Regions from separate parts of the Mus musculus genome. Here region 1 is linked to region 2. Evidence: chromatin contacts called from public promoter capture Hi-C data. All regions are on one chromosome and are shown on one strand. The core of a region is the stretch at or near the end of the contact, and the rest is flanking DNA. Distances in the headings are between cores, read along the strand shown. Region 1 holds the start of Lingo2 (leucine rich repeat and Ig domain containing 2). Region 2 overlaps Lingo2 (leucine rich repeat and Ig domain containing 2).

The links. Promoter capture Hi-C pulls out the DNA fragments that hold promoters and counts their contacts.
Region 1: a promoter capture Hi-C map of hippocampal neurons shows a contact between it and region 2, with 6 times the contacts expected there. The contact joins the promoter of Lingo2 here to the enhancer-like site in region 2. A contact is called at or near these places in 1 of 39 promoter capture datasets (hippocampal neurons), 4 of 484 Hi-C or Micro-C datasets (cerebral cortex, forebrain, palatal mesenchyme and 1 more) and 2 of 115 datasets of contacts at active chromatin or transcription factors (embryonic forebrain and embryonic hindbrain).

The regions. Positions count from the first base shown.
Region 1 is chr4:36,947,894-36,954,194 of GRCm38.p6, reverse strand. It overlaps Lingo2 (leucine rich repeat and Ig domain containing 2), which reads left to right and starts at 2,451. Exons shown (of 8, transcript NM_001165999.1): 1 at 2,451-3,114. It overlaps Gm12371 (predicted gene 12371), which reads right to left and starts at 1,229. Exons shown (of 2, transcript NR_151511.1): 1 at 1,065-1,229.
Region 2 is chr4:36,287,300-36,292,698 of GRCm38.p6, reverse strand. All of the region lies in intron 3 of Lingo2 (leucine rich repeat and Ig domain containing 2), which reads left to right. Among named protein-coding and RNA genes, the nearest start is that of Mir876, 360 kb to the left of the region's middle. Within about 2 kb of position 3,143, at least 30 of the 459 cell types and tissues checked have an H3K27ac peak or open chromatin away from gene starts, as enhancers often do. A contact at or near this core is called in cerebral cortex, forebrain and hippocampal neurons, where this site is marked.

The DNA.
Region 1 (6,301 bases), core at 1,202-3,701, 660 kb before region 2:
TAACAGGTGTGCTTAGTTTTTCAACAACCCAGCATATTGCAGAACTTTTATTTTCACGGGAGGGGTGAATGAATGACTGTTTATTGCAGGTAGGCAGTAAAGATGCAAGTTTTTCAAGTGGCTGCAGGTGCTTAACTGCCTGTCAAGAATACTCTACTCTGTGATTATCGATGCTCCTCACACATCCTGTAATCCCAAACTCAAGTAAAAATACTCCTCTCCTTGGAGTCTTGGGCGGGCACTATGTGGCACCCTTGGAACAATCCACTTAGCATGCATGAAAATGACCTACTTTACTTTTTAAAAGAGGCATTAGTAACAGCTTTCATGTCAACAGTAGCCAGGAAGATCTCCTCAGTCCAGAACCTTTCTGAAGAGCTGTATGCTCAACAAAGGAATCATTTGATCTTTGCAATGCACGTCCAGTTTTGTTAATTGAAAGAGCTATACAATGAAAGGATTGCCTTACGTAAAACTGTTCATTATAACCCGTAGCCCCAATTCAGTAACCACAACAGTCACTTATTAAAGAAAGAAAACAATTACAGTTCAGAAAAGTCCCAAACCTATGACCAGAACACAATTCATAGATAACACCAAGTTCAAAACCAGCTTAACATTCCCCACTTAAAACACTGTTGGAAATGCAGGTGCCCAAAACACACCCTAGCATATCAAACCGAAATCAGTTGTATTCTTATTTTCAACTGCTTAGCATTGCTCCAGATTTCTCTCTTTCTTCACCTAGACTCCCTCCTTGGGTGGGTTAGCTTCTAGCTCTTCCCTTCACTGCACAAGGAAAGTCAACACTGAACTCAAACATGCAGACTCTGTTGGTGCTGTTCCTTTAGCAGCAGAGCAAATAGCTTGTGGTTCATTCCTTCCAAGGGGCAGTTTCCGCATCATCCCCAAACTCAGGAAGAATGTAAGGAAGTGATTCTGCCTGGTTGTCTCACACAGGATTCAACACGCTGACTCACTCAAGAAACTCAGACTGCACTCATGCTTTCAGAATGACACTCGACCGGACCCTGCATACTGCATGGTTGTTACTTCATCCTTACCTTAACATGCTTGGCTACTCAGGCAATGAATAGCGTGGTCGCAGCTCCTAACAACACAAGTTTCTTCTTTTGCTCAAAATCCTCCTCCCTTCCACTATTGCAACCTACAGTTTCTCCTCCAAGTGCTCACATACTGTATTTTCTTATTCTCAGCCAGCCAGCTTCTAACTCAACTGGGAAAGGACCACTCAAAATACCCTGGATCTTGAGAGAATAAGCTCTTGTAGAAACAGCGGGGGAGTGGCGCACGTCCCTCCTGCAAAGGGTCCTAGCGCCATCTCTATGCAGTATCACTTTTCGTTTTCTGTCTCTATCCACAGAGATTTCGGAAAGACATTGAAAGAGAAACCTGCAGCCTCCCAGCCTTTCCAGTACTTGGGAAACAGAATAATTGCAGCAAAGCTTTGGTGAACTCGAGCGCGGCATATAAAGAAAAATCAGGGTTCCAAATAAAGGAACAAAATAAAACAATCAAGAAACCATCGTAGCAAAAGTTTCCGTTTTTTTCCGGAATGATTTCCTGCTCTCCAGTCCAAGCAAGACAAACTTCCAGAGGGTGGATTCTTTGCAGGGACTTCTGGCGGATCTCTGATTTCTTCACATTGTGGTTTAGCGGGCCCATTTGTGCAGTAACCAGGCATCCCTGCCTTAAGTACTGAGTAAGTGCAGTAGGAGCTACCAGGAGACATATTCCACAACCTCTTGCCAAAATTTTGGAAAGGGAAACTAAATGGGCTGAATCTCCATGCTGCCCCATCCCCACACCTTTCTCCCGCTGAGTCTTTCGCTTGCTACCATCCAGTTTTTAATAAAAGCAGAAAACCTGAAATGAGTCCTGATCCAAAAGCTGCCTAACACAAGTCCCTGAGCAGTTCTTTGCAAGAGCATGTAAGTGAACTTCAGGAGCTCTTTGAGACAAAGTTACACCGGGAATGAGCACAAGGGGATGTCGCAAGATTCTGTTCAAGAAATGATGCCCAGGCTCTTCGGTTTAAAGGATGTCAAGGAGCCCCTTTCTCCTTAGGAAGGTGTAGCAGACACTCCACCGAAGAAGGGCTCTGGTGCCCCGGAAGGGTGGTGATGGGAAAGTGTCTGAAGTCCTGCTCTCTCCACGTTCAGGGTACCTGGAGAAGAGCTGACCACAGGAAACAGCCAGAAGTGGAGACTCGAGACAGGGCGGGGAGATGGGAGGTGACAAATCGGACTAAAGTACTCCTTTAACTGTAGAGGAGGGACGATGTCGCCAGCCTACCCATTCTGGGAACCCCCGGTGAAGGCTTTCTTCTGGCTCTCGCCTGTGGCCTGGGGCCGCGATCGCGAGGCTGGGCGTGCGTGTTGGTGCGCGCGCGCGGGAGTGTGCGTGTGAGCGGTGCGTGTAAGCCGGGCGTGTGTGCGCGCAGTCCGCGCGCTGAGTGTGGCCGCCGGGACCCAGCAGCCCGCCGCCCGCCCGGTGTCTCTCCTTCCCAGCTCCTCAGCCACCTCACAGGGCCTTCCACCACCCATCCCTTGGCTTTCCGGCCTCCGCTCAAAGTTTCCTTGGCGCAGACGCTTGGGCGCAAGGGCTGTAGCCAAGACGCCTTGGTGGTGGAGCGCGATCCTCGGCGTGGCTCTGCTGCCAGCACCTGCTCTGCACCGAACCTGCCTGAGCGCAGGTTTTCTTCCCACTTGGCGGGAGCAGGGGGAGGGGTGCGGTGGCGAGAATCAGAGAGGAGCCCCGGCTCCTGACGGCGTACCCAGCTTGGCTATCCGACGCATCTGTGGGGTCACGGAAGAAAACTGGATCCGCAGCCAAGTTGCCTGAGCAGGGACAGGGAAGGTTTCCACGGCCATCCAAGGTTGTCCCTGTATCAGTCGCCACAGGCGTGAGGGTTTGGAGACACCTAGACTGTCAGGGCTTTAGAACCGACATTCCCTTCCTGACCCCTTTGAAAGGAAAAGCTGACAGAGCTGAGGCAGGAGGACGCCTAAAGAAGCCCGGAGACTCCTGTGAGCTTCATCCTCCTTGGCTTTGGATTTTAAGGACACGAAGGGGCATGAACAACATGTCAAGGTAAGAGACCGCAACCCAGCCGCTTGAATCTCCTGAGAGAATAACTTAAAATAGATGCTGGGATGCGGCGGGGGTAAGGTAAGTTACATGGAACCCCCTGGGCTGTTGTCACGCAGCTGCACAACCCGTGTGAATGGCTCCCGGCTGGTAAGTGGAAGACCAGCCAGACCAGCCGGTGCAGATGGTTGAGAACCGGTCGGCAAAAGGGAGTGTCCTTTCTGCACACTTCTGGATACCTACTGGGAACTGCATCTGGAACTGGATCTTCTGTCCAGGCTGATTTACATCTGGGCTTGGCTCTTGTTTTGTTTTGATTTTCTGTTCTGGTAAGGTGTTTCTCTAGCTCCTCACACCTATCCCATCCTTGCGATAGGGAGCAGTGGGCCCGGGTCTTGTCAAGAATTGAGTGGCAGGTGAGGATGGAGCAGGCTGGCGGGATGCAGAGCTCGGGAAGTGCACAGGGCGGCCGGGTCTGCCCTTGCAGCAGCCGGCGTCGGAGCACAAGCTCCGCGGGTAAACTGCGGTTCGCTTGGCCTCCGCTAGAGGCTCCCAGCGGGCGCGGCGGAGCCGGTGGGTGTGGGGGCGCCGGGCGGTGGAGTGGTTGCTCGACGAGCGAGCCTGGTGGCTGAGGCGGCGCGGCATAGGGGGTCCAACCCAGCCTGGGCGGGAGACGTGAGCCCGAGTCCCGGCGCACCACCCAGCTGGGCGCCCCGTCTTCGGGAGGCGAGTCGGAACCCAGGCTGTGCTCTGGAAAGCGGTGCGGGGAGCCAGAGCCACTTCGGGGATGCAACCATAGTCAGCGCCCTGAGGGCATCCCCAGGAGGTAAAGCCTCTCTCTCCCCTTCCAACCCAACCCAAGGTCTTCTCAGGTCTCAAAGGGCAACAAGGGAAGGGTGGGAGGTAATCTGTGAGGTCCCTTTCTAAGGAGCCTTTCCGTTTTCTCTGTGGCTTTCTGGGGATCATATGAACTAATCCTTGGTTTTGCCTGCTACTCTGGACACTTGCTTCCTTTAAAGGCAAGTTTTGTGTCTATTTTAAAAAAATGTTTCCTACTTAATATAATTTTGTTGCCAGAGAGTGCCCAGTGGCTGGCCATCACTAATTGCTTGGAGCTCAGCAAGGCGACCTGCTAGGTCCCCTCTGAGCTGAGATGGACCAGAGTGCAAAATCCCAGGGTTGGGGTGTGGTGAAGAAAAGGGAGTACCACACCCTCTGCTCTCCCTCCCCTTTCCTTGTCACCTGCTTGGGAAGTCGCCCATTCAGCCTTTGACTGAGCTCCTAGCCCAAGGGACCTTCTCTGAGAACAGAGGAAAGCTGTTGTAAGACTTAGAGAGTAGGGTAAAGGATGAGTAGGGATTCATGCCCAGAACATGGAGGGGTGGAAGAATGGTGAAGTTAAGGCAGTGGAGAAGGTGGGGGCAGGTTGTTGGGAAAGGGCCTTGAGTTCAGATTATTTGTGGAAGCAAGATTCTTCACATTTCACAGTGCCTTTGACATTTTCTAGTATTTTCAAAACCACAGATCTCTCTGATAAGTACTCACTTAGCCGTGGTGGACAATGGGTATATTTAACTGTAGTGTATAAGCCACAAAAAAACGTAAATATATATTTAAGATGTTGTGCATACTTGGTGAGAATATCCTATCCCTGTCAGAGAGCTGAAAATACATTTTCCAGGGTGCCTTGTGAAGTTTGTGCTTATCACGTGTGGTCATTTTCGACTCTAATGAAATTTTAGAGTGTACTAAGGGTGGTCTTTACAGCTCTTGAGATATTAACCCTCTTATGAAATAGTACTCAAAGGATAGGGGGAAAGATGGATCATTGTATTCTAGGAATAACGAATACAAGCCAAGACCCAGATAAAGATACTGGGCCACAAGATAAAAGTGAAAAAAAAATCAGAACTAAGAAGCAACGGTTAACATTTAAAATAGAGCTCTTTCTCAGGGTGCTCTCAACATCTTTATTAGTGTATTTTATTTTCAATACAGCTGAATGCAAGGCAGACAATACTGAAGCTCTTCTTGCTGAAAGCCAGCATATATGTATTGGGATAATGCCAGGTATTTTCACCTTAAAGTTCTTAAGTGAGGCAATTTCCTATTGATGAAGTGGTTTAGTGATCATTCATGTGGAAAGCATCCATTATTTGCCTATTGATTAATCTAAATATGGAACTTAATTTTTATATAACACTTGTAATTTAATGTCAATGGAAGCTAGAAAATATATCGATGCTTTTTATTACTGAGTGTTTGTTACACACTATCATCTGGGCAACATTTATGTAAAGTGTTTCAGGGGAAGCAAGAATAAATGGTCCCCAGAAAAAGAAAAAAAAAGTTAGTTCTTAAAATATATTACCTTGGAAATTTTATGAGCATAACAATATCTTTACTAGTCTATGTAGTTATCCACACAGGCAGCCACAAAGCATGTATTTGTATTAATAAACAAAGTAAATTAAAATTTTGAGTTCCATTAGGTTTCTGAAAAACAACAAAAAGCAAAAGATTTTTTTTTAATTATAAGAAATATGTTTGAGGTTTAAAATGCCTCAATTTAAATAAAATTTGATTCAATCAAACAAGTGATTCTATTTTGCGATCTCAAATTAAATCTTGAGACACCATCTCTAAAATATTTTCTCCCTAGTAAAGGGGATTTTAGAAAAGTCCAAATACTAAATACTTCCAGGAATGCTCTGGAGCTGAAAATGGCCTGCGTCCTATGAAACTTCACGAGTGGAATAAGAACTGATAGGACGTTGTCACAAATTAATTGGCTTGATGCTTCAATTAAAAACTGATTATTATTTGGCTCTGGTAGTCATTATGGTTGATTTCATTTGCTCTCCAGATATTCTGGGAAAGGACAATAGGTGGAAATGTTTTCCTGCAGTACAGGGAGAGGCAGTCACTGGACGCAGACAGGCTTGTCAGTTACTGATTCTCCAATCTGGTTGGTTTTATCCAGAAGGCAGAATGTTAGATAGGAAGGACAATCAATTTTCTGATGTTATATGAACATTCGCCTCATTTTAAAGTCCCCAATCTAACTTGCTTATATAGTGGTGAGATGATACATCACCTAGTCACATCCTTTTATGACTTAGGGGTTACTTCAGCATTATGAACTTCAAATTCTGTTTAAACATAAAACAATATATATCCTAAAAGAAAA
Region 2 (5,399 bases), core at 1,894-4,393:
GTGTGTGTGTGTGTGTGTGACTTGTTCTTTCTGTGAAGCCCTGACTGTTCTGGAACCCACCATGTAGGCCAGACTGGCCTCAAATTAGAGAGCTACCTCTACTTCTGCTACACAGTGCTGGGATAAAGGCGTGGGCCACCATTCCTCACTTGACGTCGTCTTAGCTGATGACTAAAGGGTAGATTAGGAGGGTTTTAAAGCTTTAGAAAGTGCCACTTTGGATGATATTCGTGTTTGCCATCTTTGTGCAAGGACAATGCATTGTTATTGTTAGTAACTATGGACTAGTTATGCCTGTGGACACAAATTGTAAATGTAGAAAAAAAAACCGCTATCATGGATACATGTTATGTATTAACACGTGAGATGTAAAACTTTAATTTTGTCTGAAGTAAGAGATATGTAGGTTAAACAATAATATATGGGAAAAATGTGGCTATTATCCCAGTCTCCTCAAGTATTGAATCTGTATTAGAAAAATATATGTTTATAAGTGGTAAAAGTTGGCTTCTATTAGTTTCAACTTACATATAGGATTCTTTTCCACAAATCCAGTGTGTCAATAGAAGGAATGTGTTATCATATTGTTTAATATCAATTTATTGTCTATGTAGGTGCCAGATGGATGCCAGATGGACTTAATTTGGCCATCCTGAAGGAAAGAAAAAAACATAAGGAAGCATCAATAACTACTCCTTTGATTTAGAACTAAACTGCGAGAACTGTCGAGTCTTCAGAAAGGAATAGTTAATAATTTGAATACATAGACCTGGAGGAGGAAGGTGGCTCTTTTGGAAAAGTACATGCTCTATAAACACTGGACCCTTGGCTCAATGTCCAGACCCCATGTAAAATTGTACATATGGTGGCATACACTTATAATTCTAGTGCTGTGGAGGCTAAAAGATCCTGACCAGCCAATTTAGTCTACAATACAAGATCCAGGCCAAGCAGAGATACTTTCTCAAAGAAGGTAGATAGTATTTATAAGGAAGATACCAGAAAGTGTTATTCCTCTTCATCAGGCATAGGTAAAGAGAAATCTACACATGCATGCATATGTACAAAGGGAATAATGTGCATGAACATCTATTAATCTTTTCCTCATCTAAATTTAAAGGAGTGGGGCTCGATTTATGTTATTTATTTATTAGGTTCTGCACAATTACTGGAACATTACCCTTAATCTAAATCTCTGATTGCCAGATGTGCTCCCCCAAAACTTGCTGTTTGAAACTTTCTGGTTTACTTCTGCATTAGCAGTCTGGTTTCCTGGGGCAGCATATCACTCTGGCACAAGCCACTGGTCCATGATGTCTCCTGGAAGACCTTCTCTTCTCCCATGATCCCTCCTCTCTCTCTGTCTCTCTGCCTCTCTCTGTCTGTCTCTGTCTGTCTGTCTGTCTGTCTGTCTGTCTCTGTATCTCTCTTTCTCTCTTCTCCTCATCCTCCTGGTAGTGCCTGTCATAGCTCAGAGAAAAGGAATGATAAATAAACAGAGGAATGACTTCTCAAGCTGGTATTTTCTGGTTGAGGAAGGGCTCAGAGTAAAGGGAGAACAGAACGCGGCTGTGAATTCTGACACAGAATTTTGTAAATGATCTGCCTAAAAGACTGACCACTACGGGATCATTAGAAAACCAAGAATAGGGAAGCTCTGGGTCTGATGGGAGTGGGGCTTAGGAGGACAATGACAAAAAGTGGAATGGAATGGATCTCAGAAGACTGCCTTATTCATCTACAATGAATTCATGTTTATGAAAGAATAAAACACTGAGATAGTCCAGATTTACAAAGAAACAGATATCAGGTTGAAGCTAAGTTAAGGACCATTAGACAAACAATCAAACCCTACAATCTGGGTCTAGCACTCATTCAGAAAGCAGAATGGAGGCACTGATAAGTCTCTGAGAGAGGAAGGATACAGAAGAAATGAGAGCAAGACAAACATAAACTTATATTTTCTTCTCAAAATAAACCTGAAATATTTATAACTAATAATTGAAGGTCAGTAAGTAAAGAAGGAGTTAGAGCAACATGGAACAAATTGGAGGTAGGTAGTAGAATTGATGTAAAAAGTCACATAGGAGCCGGGCAGTGATGGTGCATGCCTTTAATCCCAGCACATGGGAGGCAGAGGCAGGTGGATTTCTGAGTTCGAGGTCAGCCTGGTCTACAGAGTGAGTTCCAGGACAGCCAGGGCTACACAGAGAAACCCTGTCAAAAATCAAAACAAAACAAAACAAACAAACAAACAAACAAAACCAACAACAACAAAAAAAACACATAAGAAATTGATTAAAAAATAATAGAATACATGTTAAAAAAGAATTTCAAAGTAAATGAATATACTTTATAAGAAAAATAGCCAACAACATGCACTATGTGAAATATAGGTTTTTTGTTTTTCCAAACAAAAATACATCTAACAAAACAACAAGAGATGGCAAAATGAGTGTTCTAGTGCAGGAAAATGAAAATTTCATTTAATACAAACCTGAAAAGGTTGATTAAACAATGATAAAAACAGAGTGGACATGTAGGTACATAGGAAGGCAAATAAGAAATATTTAAAACAGAAATCGTTAGCAGAAGAAAAAAAGGTCAGCCTTTCTCTAGAGTGACAGCGTGGACTTACTGCAGTTGTACGTCACTCTGCTGTTGCATTAGATGACAAAATATAAATAAATGCATGCACAGGACCTAGGAAAAGATAACAAACACATACAATTACATTCCTAGCTAAATATGTTCATGAGAATAGGGAACGATAGATTAAAAGGAGGAACGAGTTGTGTTGCACAGCGCAGGAGTCCTCCAGAAGAAGTAAAGACTCAAAGAACCAGTTACCGTTGCTGTTACATCCGCAGTTGCACAAAGAAAAATAAACGATGCAGAAGCAGCTAAATTATGAGCAAACGCTCAGAAGATGAGAGTTATTTGAACACAATTTTTTTTCAGCTTTGAACTACTCATCAAAAGACTCCTCTTGTGCAAAGGAGATCTTCCATGAGAGAGTTTTATCTCCTGTTTTCAGGCAGGGAAAAAGATTGGGATGTCTTTCTTGCATCTGCTGTTTCTCATGTGCGTTTTAACCCCCAGTAGTCCACGTGTCAAAGGGTCCTATTTCAGGGCGTTGTATTCTACCACTCTGCATGGCTCCTTATTCAAAGTGACGAATCCACATGACTGACAGCAGGAAGAAAGGGAAATCAGCCTGTGGCGTAGAAATCCTGTATTTTCTTCTTGATGTGGCAATCGGAGAGCCAGAATTAATGCACTTCAACTTTCAATTTCATTCATCTCACTTTTATCCTGGAGTGACAGTGCAGGGACACTTGGGAGACCCTTCGGAAGTCTGCATGTCCCCGAGGGCCCCCTGCTGGTTAGGAGATGAGGTTAACTGTAGCATACATCATACTTTGGCAGCCTATTGGTCACGCCAGTGACTGGCTGCCAAGGCTAATGCAGAACGACACACAAATAAGATCCCAGGATCCAATTGGCCTTGCTTTTCTCATTTCCAGAGTACTGTGTTCTCGCGAATTTGAAAGTTCTTCAATTTATAAATTCTACTCCCGAAGCAGAGTGAATCAAAGCACTTGTGGCATTTGAGTCTCTCTTCCTGGGGAATGATTTATTGTGTTTGAGGTTTCATTGTGCTTCTATGGGAGGAAATAGGCTGCTGCGTAAACATTTCCTCGCTGTGAAAATGTGCTCTGAGCAGCCCGGAGCATGTGCCAAGAAGTTCTAACGTTGCTTGAAAATTATGACTGCTCCATTAAGGATCCCTGAATTTTTCAATATTCAATGTAACCATGTGATTAATTTGTACCTCCTCAATTCTAGATGACTGCTTTCCAAATGCTCTCTAATCTCAGCACATTTAAAAAATAATTAAAATGCAATTTACCGGTTTTTAAGAGTGTTTGCAATGGATGTTCATAAATGTTTCAGGTAAGGCTTTTTTCTGAGTTTTTTTTTTTTTTTCCTTCAAATAGTGTCTCCCCTCCAATCCCTTTAATTCAACATTTAACAGGTACAGCGATTTCTCATAAATAAACATGTGAACTGATTGAAAGGAGTGATTAAATGGCATTCAAAAGCTAGCGTCCTATCCTCCTTTCCTAGAAAGTCTCTCAAACAGTTTCAATTAAAAAGAAATGAACACCTCAGAAAAAAAGAGGGCATCTGAATCAGTTACAGTAAAGGTCAAGGTCCCTGGGAAGGCGGTCCGCTGTGGTTAGGGTGGGCAAGAAGAAGAAATGGAGGATTGAGTTTCAGGCCTCAGATTCGTTTGTCTCTGGAAAAGGCCTTTCCATCTGGTTAAGTGAAGATGAATGGATGAAGAATCACAGCGTTCTTACTTAATCAGCTTAATCACCTTGAAAAATTGAGGTAGTTATTCTGCCTACCAGGCATGAAAGGGCCTAAGTGATATTTGCCAAGTTGTTTCCACACCTTGATTATCAAGTTGTATGTGTTGCCACGGTGCTGGCGTCGCTTCAAATTTACTTCCTCTCGGCATCCCGGCTAATGTTTGGGAAAGCAAAATAAAATAAGTAGAGATAGGTTTTGTCTTTTTAAAATATTTTCGAATGCCCCCTCCCCCAAAGTCTGACAGAGAAAGAACACGGGTGTTTGCTACCCAATCTGGGCTCTAATTTAAATGAGGAGCTATTTAGCATTAGGTAATGCTGCTTAGGATAGAATGTTTTCAGTACAGTAGCGGGAGCAGCCATGTCAGCCACATAGCAACCACAGAGGCTGCTGATGAGAGTCAGGTACTCTCCCCTCTGTGCTGCTACCACATTGTATTCCTGTAATGCGTACATTGTTTCTATGGATTAAACACAATTGTAGCACTATTTTGGCCTTAGAAAAGAAGTGTTCAGAATTTAGCTTTTCCAGAGTTGAAAGATTCGGAGCTCTGGAAGACTCAAAGGTGGGACTATCTTTGCCAAAGAATAGAATCATCACGTGTTCCTTCTCTCTCGTTTCTAAAACCATCTGCTGCAGCTTGACTGCATCTCCTACTCTCTTCCTGGTGAAGATAGTAAAGTATCCCTAAGGTCATTTGGACACAATCCTAACAATCCCCAAAGCTTCCACACTGGTGGGGGGGTGGGGGGTGGGGATTCAAGCAAATAGACTCTTCACAATACAGGTTTTCCTCACTGTTTTGAAGTTCCCTTCTTATCAGACTCTATTTTTTCCTTTACTAAAGGGAATATAGGAACATATTTGAAAATGTTTATCTTGAAGATGAGAAGAAAGTTGGGCTGGCAAGACAGTGCAATGGGTAAAGACACTTGCCACCACCCTAGCTACCTGAATTTGATACCTAGTCATACCATTGGTGATAGGAGAAACCAACTTCTACAAATCATCCTCTGCAT